2 separate regions of the Zea mays genome follow, and region 1 is linked to region 2. Evidence: chromatin contacts called from public Hi-C data. All regions are on one chromosome and are shown on one strand. The core of a region is the stretch at or near the end of the contact, and the rest is flanking DNA. Distances in the headings are between cores, read along the strand shown.

Region 1 (2,700 bases), core at 108-2,607, 160 kb after region 2:
ATATCATGAAAGCCTATGATGAATCTAGTAATATCAACCATGGGTTGTCATGTTTTATATATATACTGATGGCTCAAGTTAAAGAGGTTTGATCTGAATGAAATCCTAAAATGACCCACATTTGGAATTGGAGAAATAATTAACAATCTTGCACATGGCATATAAATATAAGGTTCATGTTTGTACTGGATGAATGCGATAGGAATTTGGAGGAATGTACACCCCTACAAGATTTACTGTGCTGCAAACAACCCATTTAATGTGATAATGGATATGATGTGAGTTCAGATTTACCAATCAATATGATTATGTGTGGTCCATTTCTTCAGTTAAGCCATAATGAAAGGTTAGAACTCGTGACACTACACAATGTTATGTAAAGCAACATATTCAAGTGTGTGGGTTAATGAAAGCGTCGGGGTAAGCCTATCAGAACAGGTATTAAAAGAAGTTTCAGCATTTCTCCCACAAAGCCATAGCCAAAAGGGACCTGAAATACAGGTGAATTACCTCTGAAGCAACTCTTTGGTGTCTTGTCCACCGAACTTCTGAAGCCTACTTCCCACACTCTTCTCAAATGCGCTGCGAACCGAGCGAATACTCAGCCTCCCATAAACAATCTGCAGCCTGACCGTCATCGGTATGTCACGCTCTAGCGCATCGTTGATCAGCTCACCGTTTCCCTTCAGTTCCGAGACCGAGAACTTCGAGTACTTCTCCTTCAGCTGCTGTTTCAAATCGTTGTCATCCGCATACACGCCTGCATAAAGCGGCATTTCAAAATTCCCTCTTTATAGCGCTTTTATAACGACGGAGAGATCAGATATGTAGTTTTTAGCGGAATACCGAATGCGTAGACGTCGATGGACTTGAGCCCGAGGACGCTGGTCTTCCGGAGGCCTATGCCGAGTAGGCGGCGCCCAACGGCGGCCTCGGTGGGGAATGTCGCGCCGGTCCGGGGTTCGACGGAGCTGGGGGCCGCCGCGTCGGCCAGGGAGAGGGAGGCCCAGAGAGGGGCAGGGTGCGGGACTGGCCGGCCAGTGGACTTGCCCGTGAGGGTCAAGCTGGCCGCTACTGCAGCTGCGGCCGCGGCTGCAGCGGCGACCGTGGCAGCGATGGCGACGCCGTTGGGGGCCTGGGATGGCGGGAGGCGGGGGATGGCAGCGGTAGGGAAGCGGAGGGAGACCATGGCCGCGCGCCGCAGCGACAAGAAGCGAAGCGGAGAGGTGAGGTGTGGAATTGTGAGAGGTGAGGTGCGTGTGCGTCCGTGCGAAGGGGCGGAGGACACGATGTGGGAGAGCGGCGAGGCGGCACTGGCGAGGTGGGATCCCGGCGAGGTGACCCGTGCTCTTTGTTACAAAATATTTTGTACATGACACTTATTTCCCAAGGGACACACACCCTGGGAACTCTTGTATATATACTTCACTACACTGCAATAAAGATCTATCCTATCATTCTATCTCTGTTCTCTCCATTTACCACTGAGCACTGCAATAGAGCACAACACGTTATCAGCACTGTCTCAAGGAGAAATCAGAGAAGGAAGAACACGCTGTTCTTGACAAGAACAACAAGATCGATCTGCACATCAACATCAAGGTATGGAACATACCGTTTCCATGCGCATACGCCGTATGCGCCGAATTTTTTGTTTTTTAGCCCCTTTCGAGTCAAAAATCTACGTTTGGACCCCCAGAAATTTTATTTGCACGTTTGGACCCGAATCTCGGCGCCACAGGCTGTGGCGCCGAGCTTCGTGACGTGGCAGTCCCGCGTGGCACCTAGCTCGGCGCCACAGATCTTGGCGCCGAGCTAGGAAAAACCCGCAAACTGCCTTCTCTCTGCGCGCGTTTCTTTTCTTCTGCTCATTCCAAATCACCGCCGCCGAAATCGCCGCCGCCGTCCACAAATCGCCGCCGCCTGCCCCAGCTCCGGCTCGCCGCCGCCCGCCCGCCCCAGCCCAGCTCCGGCTCGCCGCCGCGAGCCCCGCCCGAGCTCGCCCGAGCTCGCCCGAGCTCCGCCCGAGGTCCGCTCGAGCTCGCTCGCCGCCGCCCGCCCCACGCAGTCCACTGCCGCCCCGAGCTCGCCCGCAGTCCACTGCCGACCAGTCCCCGCCGCCCGGAGTCCGGCCAACGATCGGCCACCGCCCGCTCCGGCCCCGGTAGCTCCCGCCCCCACTGCCGACCATTATTTTTTTTTAATTTCTTAGTTTGTAAACTAGTAGTAATTAGTTAGGTATCCACTTATTTATTGTTTAGTAAATAGTTAGATATTTTGTTGTTAGTGTTTATTAAAATAGTTAGCTAGTTTGTTGCGTAGTATATTGTTAGTGTTTAGTAAATTCTTAGTGATTATATAGTTACCATTTTGTTTAGCGCATTGATATTACATGTTTTCTGTGTTGGTAACCATCGTGTTGTCGTTTATTCGCAGGTTCTATAAACATCACTTTACAGGGGAGGTGCTGCCAAATTTTTTACTGACAATTGGTTTTTTTGTACGTAGGTGTTCGTCCGACTTGACCTTCTCCACCGTTAGCTGGACTCGTACGTGTTCTCAGGTATACATAGTTTTCGTACATTATTTATAGATTATGTAATTTCGTTTAATGTGTTCATTTAATATTTACTGTATAGTTATTAGTTAATATATATTTATTACTTAGTAAGTTAGTAGGCTTAAGTATGTAGCCATTAT
Region 2 (2,700 bases), core at 9-2,508:
ACATACACAGCTGTTGATGACGAAATATCAACAAAATACAGGCAGCTCTTGCCCTCAACACTCCGGCAGAGCACATCCTTCGTGTACTGACATAAACAGGAGGGAGAAGAAAAGGTTACAAATCATACATGTGGACACAGCACTAAAACAAGCGTTCCACACAGCTAAGCACGGCACTGATCACTCTGTCTGATCCCGTGGAGTGAAGCGGTGAACGATGCAACTGAACTGCACAGGCGGCGGGCGGCGACGACGAGCAGAGCAGGGCAGAGGAACTGGTGAAGGAGGAGAGGCCCGGTGGGCGGTGGGGGAGGGTTCAGAAGAAGGAGCGCTTGGCGGAGGGCGCCCTCCCCACGGCCCTCATGAAGTTGGCGAGCTCCAGCACCCGCGCGACCTTGGTGCCCCGCTTGGCCTCCGCCGACGCGCGCTTCGCCTCCGCCTTGTGCCGCGCCCTGGCCACCTCGTTCTGCGCCTTCTCCATCGCCTTGGCGCGCTTCTCCTCGAGCTTCCTCTGCACATTACATGCGTTGGTATCAGTCAGCAAGCACTGGACAGTTCGGACGACGCTAGTCAGTGAGTGTGGAGGTGTAGATCGATGCGATGGACTGACTACCTCGTACTTGTTGAGCCAGGCGCCGGCCTTCTCCACCTGGTCGCCCTCCCAGCCGTTGATGACGACCTCCTCGCGCTTGAACCGGTTGTTGACCTTGGCCACCTCGGCGATCTGCCACGCGGCGATCTTGGACTCCACCTCCTCCTTCCTGACCTGCCCCACGGACACCCCACCGTCGCCGTTGGCGTGGGCGGCGCCGGCGCCTGGGGTGGGCGGGCCCCGGGCCCGGCGCGGCGACGGGATGGGGTTGCTGTCCGGCACGATGGCCAGCGGGTTGGTCTCCTCGTCCTCGGCCTCCCCGAGCCTGTCGGCGGCGGCACCGTTGGCGATGGCTGCTGCGGCGGCGACCATGGCCGAGAACTCCCTGCTCATGGTCGGGAAGGGCTCGCTGGACGCGGTGTCGCTCCCGACGGACGCGTGCCTGCTCCGGCGGTACGACGAAGGCTGGCTCGGCGGCGGGCTCAGCGCGTGGATGTCCCTGAACTCCGCCTCCTCGTTCTCCCCCACCGGCTGTAGCCGCCTGTCCTCGACGACGCTCCTCTCCTGATGCTCGCCGCTGCTAGTGCTAGCCGCCGTCTGTTCACTCAACATGTGGCTCTCAACGCTAAGCCTCTAGTAGCGGCCGGGAGAGACCATCTGCGGCTCGGGTCAGCTGCTGAATAGAATGGTGGCGGGGGGCGCCTTCTTAAATAGAAGCCGGAGGCGGTGGCAGTTCAGGACTGGAGTAGAGCGAGGACCGTTGGCCGTCCTGGATACAGTTTCCCAAAGGAGATGTTCCGTTAGCTAGTATGGGGATTAGAGACGTGGTCGGCCGTGTCACGTCACCGTCACACGACGCTCGGAGAGGCTTTGCTGAAATTGCTGTGATGAAATTGACCGCACGCAGTCACGCCCTGGCCGGTGAAAGTGAATTAGCGTGAACCCCGCGTGGGCCCGGACCACTGATAGCTCTCTGCTCCATCGATGATACGTAACAAATAAAGGGCGCCCACTATCGTCACCATTATTATTTATTATTTATTTTAACCCGGTAGGCACACACGAGACGAAACGAACAAACCGGTCAGTCGGGAAGCAGGCACGCCGTCCACCTACTGTCTCCGTGATCCATGGATGGCATGCAGCAGCCATAGTTCTATGACATGTTGGCCCTCTCCGTAATCAACGAAAGCTGGAACCAACTCACTCGATCGTTCGCTTTACAGGTACTTGTAGGAATGTTTTTTTTAAGGTTTGCATTTCGCTTTTGTGTTATATGTGGTCGTCGAAGTGGAAGAAACAACAAAGTTCAGTGACAAGGAGACAGGGATGATCAAACATGCTATGCTGAACAATATAAATGTGAAAACTTAAGTGCGATAGAGATACAAACTCATATCGATGATTCTTATACTTTTATCAAGATGTTAAGGACCATGCAAGATTCCTCCTAATCTTTATTAGGGCCCTATGCATGAGAAGAAAGCCTACAAGAGAGCCAAACTCAATCAATACTCTAATATATAAAGCACCAATTTCTATGGTACCATAGTTTTCACCATCTTCGAGCTTCTCCTCCTCCCCGCCCCATTTAAATGGAAAATTTTAAAATTATATATAAATAGGAATTGCAGCCAACAAAAAAAAATGCGCGCCCACCACGTCAGCATGGAGAGCCATGGTGGGGTCAGACACGGTTGTCGGCCGGAGATGCACAGGGCATAGGTATAGATGTTCAAACGGGCCACCCGGCATGGACCCGGCCCGAACCCGTTTCGGCCCGGTACGAATAGGGCCAGGCCAGACACGACCCGTTGATGCTTTGGGCCGGATCGGGCTGGCCCATGTGCCTAGGGACATGCCCAAACCCGGCACGCACAGGGAAAAATCGTGCCGGGCCGACCACTGGCCCGAACCAACAGTAGAGCAGTATATAAATACATACATTTAACATAATTAATCATATATAATAACATATTATTTACATATATTAAGACAACAAAATTCATTTATCAATTCACAAGATAATATCATATTAATACAAATATGAAATGATCACTCAGCCTGCGTCTGTATTTATGTATGCATTTATTCTGCTTAGAATTAAA

Evidence for each region. Hi-C and Micro-C count contacts between places; a contact is called where the count stands out from the background.
Region 1: a contact with region 2 is called in a Hi-C map of leaf, with 8 times the contacts expected there. The contact joins the promoter of LOC100283211 here to the promoter of LOC100192691 in region 2. A contact is called at or near these places in 4 of 25 Hi-C or Micro-C datasets (bundle sheath, ear, leaf and 1 more).

Annotation. Positions count from the first base shown.
Region 1 is chr2:212,957,645-212,960,344 of Zm-B73-REFERENCE-NAM-5.0, forward strand. It overlaps LOC100283211 (chalcone isomerase), which reads right to left and starts at 1,358. Exons shown (of 4, transcript NM_001156113.2): 1 at 847-1,358; 2 at 511-760. The coding sequence starts at 1,189.
Region 2 is chr2:212,799,424-212,802,123 of Zm-B73-REFERENCE-NAM-5.0, forward strand. It overlaps LOC100192691 (Remorin family protein), which reads right to left and starts at 1,259. Exons shown (of 1, transcript NM_001137896.1): 1 at 1-1,259. The coding sequence starts at 1,204. The coding sequence ends at 317.